2 separate regions of the Gossypium arboreum genome follow, and region 2 is linked to region 1. Evidence: chromatin contacts called from public Hi-C data. All regions are on one chromosome and are shown on one strand. The core of a region is the stretch at or near the end of the contact, and the rest is flanking DNA. Distances in the headings are between cores, read along the strand shown. Region 1 holds the start of LOC108489964 (probable aspartic proteinase GIP2). Region 2 overlaps LOC108453429 (fruit protein pKIWI502).

The links. A called contact is a pair of places that touch in the nucleus more often than the background predicts.
Region 2: a contact with region 1 is called in a Hi-C map of leaf, with 3 times the contacts expected there. The contact joins the enhancer-like site here to the promoter of LOC108489964 in region 1. A contact is called at or near these places in 2 of 5 Hi-C or Micro-C datasets (both in leaf).

Annotation. Positions count from the first base shown.
Region 1 is chr5:64,936,200-64,942,787 of ASM2569848v2, forward strand. LOC108489964 (probable aspartic proteinase GIP2) reads right to left here and starts at 2,388. Exons shown (of 1, transcript XM_017794734.2): 1 at 891-2,388. The coding sequence starts at 2,230. The coding sequence ends at 1,019.
Region 2 is chr5:65,290,627-65,297,214 of ASM2569848v2, forward strand. It overlaps LOC108453429 (fruit protein pKIWI502), which reads right to left. Exons shown (of 5, transcript XM_017751527.2): 5 at 1,696-2,085. The coding sequence ends at 2,023. Among protein-coding and RNA genes, the nearest start is that of LOC108453429, 8.2 kb to the right of the region's middle. Within about 2 kb of position 2,510, at least 1 of the 2 cell types and tissues checked has an H3K27ac peak or open chromatin away from gene starts, as enhancers often do. A contact at or near this core is called in leaf, where this site is marked.

The DNA.
Region 1 (6,588 bases), core at 1,138-3,637:
GTATAAGTTGTGGATTTTTATACTTTATTTTAATTAATTTTAGTTCTTATATTTTTAAAATTTTGATAGTTTAATCTTGACACAAATAGTAAAGTCTGTTTGGTTAAATTCAATTATTATTCTTGTACCATATGTATAATTATAAATTTAGTCAATATTCTCTAATTGGAGCAGCATAATATTCGCCAATTTGAGCATCATTCTAAGTCTTTATACATTTTGAATTTTAAATTTTGAGGCTTTATATAAGATGAAAATCGTTAATCCATTAACTGGATTTTTAGTGAGTAAATATGAAAATAACAAGATGACATGTCATTACATATATGATAATATGTTTGTTTCATCAAATTTTGAATATAACCTAACTTAATAAATTTAATAGTTATTATTTAGTGAGTACTAAAATTTTAAAATTTTAAAAATATAAAGACTAAAAGAAAACTAAATTAAAATATAAAACTAAATCTACAATTATTTAGTTAAGTTTAAGTTGTGCTAATAAAATTTGTTATTTAGAATTTGTTCTATCATAATTTACCAAAAAATTTTTAAAAATTCATACTTCCTAAAGACATTGAATCTTTTGTGAAAAGAATTCTTAAAATTCATAAATAAAGAAAATAAATATTGGAAAAGGTTTTTTTTTAAATTAATTTGATTTGATTTGATTTTTAATTAATTTGAAGTTTTAAAGTGATTTATAAACATTGAGATTTTTTAGTCCAAAAGAAAAGTAAAATCTGAAAGATTTTATTCATGCGACTCTAGACCTTCAACTAAAATACTATTTTGAGCTTGTATTTTATCTACAAATGTATCCATGTTTTTGCAGTAGTCAAGCCAGACTCAAGTAAATCGAATCCATTAGACATATTTGAACAAAATCATTAAAATTCAAAGCTATAGTGCCTCTCCTCATATTACTAGTAATGATGCTTTACAAATTGCATCCATCAAGCTTGCCTTTACACACACAAAAGAAAAGGGAGAAAAGTAGAAAAAGGATAAAGATAAATCAGATAAATTGCTTCAGCTTGGAATCCTGTAAGGATGAAGAACAAGTTGTTTCCTTCAACAACAAAGAAGAGCTAAATCCTAACATGGAACTCCCAATATCAAACTCCAAAAGGTTATCCTCCATTTGAAGCCCTCCTATTACAATTGGGCTACTTTGCTCCAACCCTCCATCCAAAAAACCCAAGCACATGCTCTCTTCGCTCACTTTCACCATTGAATTCCTACCTTGAATTCTCCACTTCACCATCTCACTTTGCAAAACTAGATCAATTTCAGGCACCAATGGCCCTTTAGAACTAAAGCAGAGTCCGAATGGAGCCACAGTTTCTACTCTAGTCATATTCATCTTAGTGGCAGCCTCAACATAAGCTTTAGAAAATATTGCATAAACCGAGCTTACCATTGTGGTGTAAGGCACAACTGTGCTTAATTTTGCTTCTAATTTGCCTTGTTCATGGACTGCTAATCTCCTTCCATTGATCTTGATGGATTGAACATTAATCAAGTAGTCATTTTGTTTGGTGATGAGGGGTGTGTATGCTAGTGACCTTGCTATTTTGGTACCGAAAACGGTGTCTCCACTGCCGGTTAATAGGACACCGGTTGACGATGATAAACAAACACTAAACTTCTGAGGGTGTCCAATTGAAGAACTCAGTTGTGATGGCAGCGAAATCGAAGCTTTCCCTAAACCCATCATTCCCTTGGCACCACTTGCTAAACCTTGTAAATGAAACGTCGGTGCACAAGCAAAGAGAAAGTGATCCACGGTTGTGCTTTGGCCTACATCTGAAGGGTCAACAGAATCAACGGCTATGACATCCTCTACTAGTTCCCCCACTGAAGTCGATCCTGTTACGCCATTGTAAGGGGACACATAACAGTTGGTGTTTAATAGACAACTCGTGCTTCCAAGATCATGGAACTTTGCTCTAGAGCAGTTGACGGAGCAGCTTGAGATCAACCTGTATGATGAAGACATGTGTCCGGAATTGCAATCCATCCAAAGAAACGAACCGCCAAGATCAACCACAAGGTCAGTGGATCCCAAAGGAGCGCCATGAGAGATCCTTGCAACATACTGAAGAGTTGCTGCATCTTTTGCGACAGGAAACAAAGCAAAATTTGATTGAAAACCCAGAACGGGAAACGTGTTTTTCAGGCAGAAAAGGAAAGAGAAAAAGAGAAGAAACTGAGAAAGGGAAGCCATGTGAGGAAGGGAAAGTAACAGTAGACAAGTCTTAGTATTGATTGTCTAAATAAGTTAAATTGCAGTTTAAGAAATAAGGAGATGCGATGGATCGACGCGGTTGGGTGGAATTGTTAGTAAGGGAAAAGGATAAGATTTGAATTGATTTTATTTCATTTGTTTTAATCGCTAACAAACAGAGTGGTAAAGACCACTAGTGAGGGAATTTGTGGGACCACCACAATGTTTATCTTTGTAGCGGCTGACTCATTGCCATCTATTTCTTCTTTTTTTTTTTCTTTTATCTTCTTGAGATTCTACAGTACATTTCCTGGGGAGGAAAAAAAAATGCCCGAAGGCACGTTTTTTATGTGTTGGAGTTTTTGTGGTTATTTTTTCCTTGGAGCAAGTCAAGCCTTACGGATGGATAACTTATCAATGGATAAAGAAAAGTGTCGGGGAAAAATGTGATTAAATAAACTACACCGGTGCTTTTAAGTTTCGTTTTTGTCCTTCGATTAAAAATGTTATAATTTGTTAATTAATGTTTTCCCGCTATGAATCCTATTAAGTAAATGTTAATTATAATCAATTTTTCATCTTTCATATTCCTCAACTTTTCATTTTTATTTTCTTGTAATCGTTTTTTATTTATGAATTAAAAATTAAGAGTCTAATTTCTCTCTCTCTCTCTCTATATATATATATATATATATATGAGTATACTACTTGTAATGACGATAGTTAATAAAATAAATGCAATAAAATTCCTCTTATTCTCGTCTACTATTTTTATATTCTTTGCATTATTATTATTTTATAATATGTTATTAGTATGATCTTATTCAAGAGTAATAGGTCCTTAGTTTACGTTAAAATTTTGTTAGGGTCCAAGTATTGAAATTTAATTGTTTGGTTAAAAAAATTGTGAGTGGTTGCTAGAGATTTGCTTAGGGATAATCACTTTCTCTTCAGTGCAAAGAATGCTCATAGTCTCCGCTTCTCATCCACAATTACTTAAGTAAGTTTAATTTTTTTTTAAATTGATTCAATTTTTATTAAGAAGTTTAATTTATATAATTCTCTAGTTGCATCTCTATGAATTTATAAATCTCTTCTCCAATTTAATTGTTGTGCTTTCTATGTGAATATATATTTGTTATTTTTTATAGAATTTATTGGTTTAGTTTTAATTTTGATTAAATTATATGATTTTTATCTCTTCTTATCTATTGTAAATGTTTATTAAATGTAATTATTAGTTTGTACTTCAAATCTATTCATACTTGAGAATTATACAATGATATTAATCATGAATTTTTCTAAGAAAACACATAAAAGATTCGTTAAAATTATGTATTAGTTTTTCAAATAGCCCTTCAAAGAGAATGAAAATATTTATGTGATACTCAAAGATCATTTGACACATGCATATTGGTTGAATATTTTGCCAAGGTTTGATTAAAAAGAAAAAGGAACAATATATAGACACATTTGATTTATCACAATGATATTGAAGTAAATTTGCAAACAATGATGACTTTATTGGCTTTATTAACAAATTATACTGTTTATTCATTCCTAAAAAAGAATGAAACTTATTGTTGTTATTGGCAAATAGATAAGTGGAAGATGGATAGTCCAAAATATTGCTAAATGTTTATTCCTGAAACAAAATGATCTATTGTTTATACTAATTAATCATTCTTTGGAACAGGTAATATCTTATGATCTTATTGGCAAAGAATATCAAATAGGTTTACATTATTTTCCCAATTATTTCTTATACATTCCTTGAAGTGAATGTTTAGAATAAATATAATAAATTTTATGATCACTTTTGATCCTTGAACTTAATTTGGATATCTGAAAATTTTGACATATTCCTAAAGTTAATATTGTATATATGTTTATAAAATTATATTTTTTTGTTGAAATAATAATATTATGGACCTTTCATTGGTTTAGACATTTTAGAAGTAAATGTCATAATGTTACTTATATGTGGATACTAGATAAAATGAATGACAATGAAATTATAAATTACCACAGTTTATATTGACATTATAATTCTACTAGTTGAGCAAAAGTATAAGGTTAAAAAAAGAATGATACTAATAAATATAATGATCAATATAAAAGCATTATGTACATGCACGAAGCATGTCTAAAACATTAAATTTTTCAAAGTCTTATAAAGAAAAAGAGATGCTCCATAATTCATGATAATAAAAATTAAAATGAAATAATGCTATAAGTGGTGGAGGTTAGAAAATTTTAATTTTAAGCCTCTATTGTTGTAGCTTTAATATCTTATTGTGACCTTATAATATTTTGTATTTTACTGTGTTATGGTATATATAGACCACTCACATTAAGGCTATGAAATCATTAAGAGCTTTCATTAAGCTCATCCTCTCAAATTTAAGTTTGGTGAATTCAAGTACATTTCAAGAGGAGCACCCAAACTCTAGGATATGAACTCATTAAGAGTAATAAACTCAACCTCTCAAGTCGGTGAATTCATCAAGTCCATCTCAATAGGACCACCCAAAATCTAGGCTATGAATTCATTAAGAGTAAAAACTCATCCTTATGCATGTACATCATTTTCCATAGAGATAGGTAAAATGTATACTATGTGTAACACCCCACACCCGTACCCCATGCCGGGACGAAATAAGAGGCGTTACTCAACTTGAACACATACATTCACACGTTTTCGAATCACCAAAATTAGTCAAATTTAAAACTTTTCCGATCTTTATCAAGAACTTCATAACAAAGGCCTACGAGGCTCCAAACGTTCTTTTAAAGCCATTCGGAAATGATTCAGATCATCCCACAAACTCTGAAAAATGTTACTAGGTACAAGGGCATATGCCGGTGTGGGAGGGGCAACACGCCCGTGTGACCAATTCAACATGGTCGTGCTATTGGCCCATATGGTTCACAAGGCCTAAGCAATATAGGGGCACGCCCGTGTCCGACACTCGTGTGGAATTAATTCCAAATTCACACCTACAGGGGTTTTCACATGGCCTGGCACATGCCTGTGTCCCTGGCCCGTGTCCTTCACACGGCCATGACACGCCCGCGTCCTAGCCCGTGTGCAAAAACTTGAATATTATGTTTCTGATGTTATCAATCCCTAAAGGCCACACGGCCAAGGTACACGTCCGTGTGCTAGGCCGTGCCCTTCATATGGCTGACACACATGGCCGTGTCTCTGCCCGTGTGTTTACTACCATGCATACTGACTTGCAAATTTTACGTACAAGGGACACACGACTAGACAACATGCCCATGGGGCTGGCCGTGTGTCACACATGGCCTAGACACACGCCCGTGTGCCTACCCGTGTGGAAAAATAAGGCTATTTACCAAGCCACTTTGCCACATATACTTACATAACCTGCATAAAATCACTCTATACCAAGACATGAGCATATCACATAGCCAAGGTAGTCACAATGGACAACATTTCATTTGTGCAATTTACTCATCCATGAAAATATCATCTTCTATTTATAAATCAAAGAGAGTATTGACCATTATCTATGGCCTTATACAAAACAAAGGGATTTATCCCAAGCCAACACATTTAGCTAATTTTTCAATGACACAAAATATTAAAGTCTAAGCTCTATACATGCCATACACAAAAGCAAGGAATCTAACTATACCGAGTGCTTAGAATGATAGTGTGATCGTAACCTCCGACGTCTGTTGATCCTCGAGCTATTTAGGCGACACTATAAGAAAATGGAGAAGAGAGGGAGTAAGCATAAAGCTTAGTAAGAAGTATGCAAACACATATCAACAACTATACCATTCCTCAACGAGCTCTTTATATAATTAGGCATAAAAACAACTTACTCATCACAATCCAATACTCATCATATAATATATGTATTGAACTCATGTCTCAAACAAACTGAATATGTACCTGTATCACTTATAATACGGTTATACTTTTCTCTTGATTTTAAACCATAACTCTCACCGTCCAGCCATTCGGAACACTATCAGATATCCAATAAACCTCAAACGTAGGGTAAGATGCTAATGCCATATCCCAGACATGGTCTTACACTAGCTCATCTCGTAACCGATGTATGTCCCAGACACGTCTTACACTGGCTTACATCTCGAGGCTGATGCATGTCCTAGACATGTCTTACACTAGCTCTTGTCTCAATACCAATGCCATGTCCCAGACATGGTCTTACACTGGCTCTCATAATGTGGTCGATGCATGTCTCCGACATGTCTTACTCTAGCTCACAATAACCCATACATTATGGCATGAATATCCGATTTATTTCCTATGGTTCAAACGAGAATTTTACTATCTAAATTCTCATCATACATTCTCA
Region 2 (6,588 bases), core at 1,260-3,759, 350 kb after region 1:
TGACGATCAAATCTATATTACAAAGGTCAATGTGGTATTTGTATGAGCATAGCCCGTGGAATCGGCGTTCAATCATACCATTCAATTGCGTGACCTACGAACTAGAATCAGGAGGAAAGTTAGAGGATCGACTAGGGAAAGAATTTTGAGGTTGCAATATAGATATCTTGTTTTCGTTAACCTTTATAAGTATGACCCATTCAATGTGAATGGCGCGCTCCAGTTCGAGGCGATCATATCATCGCACGCCTCAAGCGGAAATGATGTAATTATACGTCGAGTTTGTCGAGGCTGATGGATCTTGCCCATCCTCGACGACTGTTGTGGCCAATGTTGGAATCAAAGTTGAAAAAGAAAGTCCTACTACACGGATGTGTGGTGGGTTCACTAGGTTGTTACAAAAGCTCCTACTACAATGTCCCTGAAACCACTTTCCATGGTTTGCAAAATGAGAACACTACAAGCATCTTGAGTTCCAATATAATAGTCCTAACATAAGTCACTTACTCTTCATAATCTCATTGATTTTGAACCTTTTTTTTTTCTACCAATAGACTATGGGCTATTTAGATTACCTTCTAATAAATAAGTTATTTTCTGCATTACAAAACATTTTTTATTATACAACATAATATTAATTAAGTCTTAAGTAATTTATAATTCAATATTTGTTTAACTATTTTTTTCATGTAAAATCATTGACCACATCCCTATAATGAATACTAAATAAACATGTGAAACTTTTACTAATTTAAATAGTTGAAAACATTACTATAATTTATAGTGAAATCACTACGCTAAGAGTAAAAAAACTAACGCATAGTGTCAATCTCATGCTAGCTAATTTGCGAAGAACAAATATACCTTACGCATTTTGGACTTTTTTTTTCATTATTAGGTTTTTTAACTTTATTTTTGACTAGTTATTTTATTAAACATTCAAGTTGGTTTTAGGCCTTTTTGAATTATTTAGGCAGTGTAAGTAATTAGTAACTTAATATGGTTAAAAAACTTCAAGTTTGGGATTATAATCAATGTTTTTTTTAAAATAAGTTGACGGTCGAATCAATCAGACTATTGGTTTATTAGTTGAATTAATTCAATTGGTTCAATTAATTCAATTAAAAATTTATTAAAATTCAAAAAAAAGATAAAACTTAAAAAATATAGTTCAACTAGTTTTTATCCAATTCAATCGATAGATACCGATTCATGAATCAATCCTCTTTTTAGTCTGATACACCAGTCAATTCTCAATCCAACTCGTTGATCTAATCTAATTCAAACAACATTATTTTAATATAGATAACCTTGAATAATTAAAACTGGATTTTGCTCTTAGTTGACTTGTATGAATCTTGTAAATTCTAATTTTTTTTTTGTTTGTTTTCATATCTATTTACCATCTATTTTTGAAATTCATAATTATCTCTCCCACAACAACATCATCTTCAGAATTTAATTTCCATTCCCTCTTTAAAAATACAATGTACCTTGCCATTACCCTAAAAAATTCTTTGATTTCCTACAATCAACAAGTTAATATTCCGTTTTAATTGATAATAATATTGATTCTTAATCTCTATTAGCAAAGTCCAATGAACCGTGTTCTTTAAAACATATTTGCCGAGTTTCTCTCCGACATTCTCTCAACACAATGAAAATTTCTATGGAAGAAAAAGCGTCGCCACTTCCTTATAAGAAAATAACTTCTGATCTATGAACAATTGAAAAAACATCATCTATTCTCCTCCCTACCAATTTCCTTATGGAGCAAGAATATTATTTTCTTGCTGTGATTTCAACAAATGAGAAGACTAACAGGAGTGAATCACCTAACTCACTCATAATTACTCAGTGTTGGCCTCAGCAAAAACATTAGCAGCTGAATGAATTAGTTCCCAAACATGAAGAGTTTATTAGCCAAGCGTGTGCTTTCATTCTTAGCTATGGTGAGAAAGAATTAATTATCAGCTTTTCCTCAATGATACAACAAATAATAAAAGTTCCGTTTTAACTCCATCAAAAGTTCTTTAGGATCTTCTCACTCGAAACTCCATCTGCTACAAGTATTGAAGTCACTTCCTGCATAAACCAATAATGTCCTGTTTAATTACTAGTGTAATAACATGAAAAAACTTATTTAGTACGTATATATTACGATAGTTGGACATAAAATAAAGAATAATTCGTTAAAAATTTTAACTTGAAACAAGAAAGATAAGTAAAAACTCCTTTAAAAATAAGATCTCTTCAAAATAAGTGAAAATTTTCACGTAGCATAAGTCTGTTACTCATGCCCTGCTTACCAACATTCACCTTATATACAAATACAATGTCCCAACTCCTCAACACAGTAAATGACCTCCTAAGCAGACTCGTAAAATGTTGCTTATGAAAAGTGGTCGGAAAACTAAGAATCAATGAAATGAATAGGCATTTCCAGTTGACTGAGTCATTGCCTGCCATAATGAAGTGAACTACAGTGGCTTTGTTCACTTTCTACATGAAGCAATGAGCTTCTTCATACAGGATCTCATTCGCCAGCCTACCCTAATCTTAGAAAAGGTCCATTTAGTCAGTTCCACGGCTCAGCCATACATTCGTCTAGCAGTTAAGATTTCATTTCAAGTGGAGACTAGAAATAACTGAAGAATGCAAAACTCAAGCCCAATAATGTTCCTTAAATAAGACTTCACATTTGGAATAATATAATAGCCCCTAAGCATAAGCATTTGGCTAAGTGGTAAGTGAATAAATTCAGTAAAATTCAAATCCTCTTTCCTAGTAATTCTTTTATTTAAAAAAAAAAAAAATATCTCTACCAGGAGGTCAAGAGAACCTATAGCATTCTGCTCAAATAGTTTAATTCCTAGTCATAAACCACTTTTTAATTCTATAATGCTATAGAAATACTAGCATTTAAAGCTTACTAGTCCTTTTAACAGAAAGAAATACACGGTCTAACTGAAAGTGATTGGAAGTCTCAACTAAGAGCCATTGCTTTCTTCCATATTGGCTAGAATGTGGTTAACACTTGGACACAAGGTCATCAGCACCATATCAATGGATGTACCCTTTTTGCTTAGGTACTGGGACATATCAATATCAATGTGTTTTAGTGTACTGTTTCAAATTTATTTGCATTTATAATTTTTTTCAAATATACTTAATAGTTTAATTTTTAGTTTTAAAATACTATATATAAATATACACACAAACATAGCTCAATTACATACGTAATGTACGTTATACACAAATACAAAATTTAAAACTATTAGTCAGGATAAATAACTTAATTTAATGATTATATTTTCTTTTTTAATGTAATTATAAAAAATTAGAATGGTTAAGTTAAAAATTTATATATTAAAAATTAGTTTAAAATATAAAAATCTTATACCAATTGGTACAAGCCGGTACACACTAATACACTAACACAGGCCAATATAGGCAAAATGGACAGAAAGACAACCACCAACACACTCTGAAATTTGACTGGAACAAAACTTAAAATTATTTCCTATTTACAAACGGAATGGTATGTACCAGCCAGCAGGGCCGGTATTGGTGCGATACCAACAACCATGCTTGAACATATTTTGTCATCTTTACTACCTATTGGCTTCAGCCTTTCTTCATGATATCAAAGAATGCAGATCATATTTCATTCTCAACCAAAAGTGCCACTTTTGGTTACGGAATCAGTTAGAATGTTGGCAATGTTCGTCAAACATACTAGGTCATTCTTTTACCCCTTTCCATCCATTCCTTATTTCTTAAGGAATCAAGAAGTCTCCATTTCTTTGATGCAAGATAAATACAATTTGCATCCTATGCTAGACAAGCCTGGCCGCTTCAAATCCAAACATTGACATCACGTGCAGACTAGAGAAATGGTATAACAATTTTGAGAAAGCTATAACATAAATACAGAAACAAAGTCAATCCAGAGTCAAGTGTAAGAGCTCAAACATTAAAATAGCAATCGCTAAATCCAAAGCAAAATGGAGAAATCAAACTCCTTCCTGCTTCCCCTTCCCCCTGAGCATATGTCAGATCTATTTCAAGTACCCTCCCACTTCTATTCACACTTTCCTTTCTGTATATTTGTATGGAGGGTGGACTACTGATAACAATTTTGAGAAAGCTATGACATAAATACAGAAAAAAAGTCAATCCAGAGTCAAGTGTAAGAGCTCAAACATTAAAATAGCAATCGCTAAATCCAAAGCAAAATGGAGAAATCAAACTCCTTCCTGCTTCCCTTCCCCTGAGCATATGTCAGATCTATTTCAAGTACCCTCCCACTTCTATTCACACTTTCCTTTCTGTATATTTGTATGGAGGGTGGACTACTGATAACAATTTTGAGAAAGCTATGACATAAATACAGAAAAAAAGTCAATCCAGAGTCAAGTGTAAGAGCTCAAACATTAAAATAGCAATCGCTAAATCCAAAGCAAAATGGAGAAATCAAACTCCTTCCTGCTTCCCCTTCCCCCTGAGCATATGTCAGATCTATTTCAAGTACCCTCCCACTTCTATTCACACTTTCCTTTCTGTATATTTGTATGGAGGGTGGACTACTGATAACAATTTTGAGAAAGCTATGACATAAATACAGAAACAAAGTCAATCCAGAGTCAAGTGTAAGAGCTCAAACATTAAAATAGCAATCGCTAAATCCAAAGCAAAATGGAGAAATCAAACTCCTTCCTGCTTCCCCTTCCCCCTGAGCATATGTCAGATCTATTTCAAGTACCCTCCCACTTCTATTCACTTTCCTTTCTGTATATTTGTATGGAGGGTGGACTACTGATAATAGGTAGCTTTGAGGATGTATGTGAAACCTCCAAGGTGGCTGCATCTGTATTGTGGTATGAGGATATCAGATTTATCTATTATTTATTTTGATCTTCCCATGTTTAGTATCTATCTGAGAGGTCTATGACATCCAGAAAGCGGAGGATTATTGGTAAGTGGGAATATTATTGGTAGTTAGCATTTTATTAGGTATATTCGTATTTGAGCATTGAGATGTTCTCCCTACTGATTCTATCTGGTTTTCTCGGTTCTTAATTTTCTCCCACAGTTGCTTCTGTTACTCCCCAATTGTTTTTGCTTATTTCAGATTTTCCTTCTATACTTTAATATTTTAATATTTTCTCCTCCTAATATCACATGTTATGCAGCGTTTAATTATCGACAAACAGGTTTCATCATGCTTTCATCATAGCAGTTCAGATTTCCAGTATTATAAAGCCAAAGATCAGTTGTTACACTAGCTCAATTTGATGTCAAGTTTCCGCACAAGTCCAAATTGTTGACAAAAATCTGTTATAGTTTGCCAGTTTGCCTTCAAATGCTCACATAACTACTCAGGCCACTACTGATTTCAGAATCACACATATTGACTTCTGCACTATATGTTCTCAACTTTCAAGCTCAAACCGTGTTTGATATGAGTGGAAGAGGAAAAGCAGAAAAGGTGGAAGGAAAATGGTGTTTTTGGTCATCCATCTTTTGCTTCATCTGTATTGAGGAAATGGAGTGAGAGAACGAAAAAGGGAGAGATTGCATCTGCCAGTTCCTTCAAAATCCAATTCCTCTGAAAGTGGTGGAAACCACTGATTCAACTAAAATCAATTTATTTTATTCACATTTATCCTCCGCTCCTTGCGTTCCCTCTTTTTTTCGAATTCTGTACAAAAATCAGGAAGGAAAAAACTTCTATCCTTCCCTTTCCTTCCTCAGCCCACATTCCTTCCCTCCATTTCTTTCTTGAAAAGCAGTGCAATGCACAAGTTCAAGAAAATCCCTTAATCATGTTTACCAGTTTGCCTTCAAATGCTCACATAACTACGCAGGCCGTTACTGATTTCAGAATCACAAATATTGAATTCTGCACTATATACGTTCTTAACTTTCAAGTTTCAACCTTAAACTGTGTTTAGTATGAGTGGAAGAGGAAAAACAGAAAGTAGGTGGAAGGAAATTGGTTTTTTTAGTAGTCCTTCTTTTGCTTCATCCGTATTGAGGAAATAGAGTGATAGAACAAAAACGGGAAAGCTTGCATCTGTGCATACCTTCAAAATCCATTTCCTCTGAAAGTGGTGGAAACCACTGATTCAACTAGAACCAATTTATTTTATTCACATTTATCCTCAGCACCTTGCTTTCCCCCTAGTTTCCAATTCTGCACAAAAATCAGAAAATCCTCTTTTCTATCTTTCCTTTTTCTTACTCAGCCCATGTTCCTTCCCTCCATTTCTTTCTTAGAAAACAGTGCAATGTACAGGTTCAAGAAAATCCCTTAAGCATGTTTAGGGAAACAGGAACAACTGATAGCGCTAGAGAGCAAGTTGTCTCAGTTGGCAGATTTAAGTGCTATAACCACTCTCAACAACATAATTAAGTTGAAGAACCAAATGAAGGCAGCAACTAGTGTTTGAGAGCTATAAAAAAACTCCTAGACGAAATATCCCAAATTTCCTTTTTGTATCCAATAACCATATGTACACTTGTAATTACAGCTTATTGTTGCTCGTCCAGGGAGCAACTAGTGCATGAAAACTACAAAAGGAC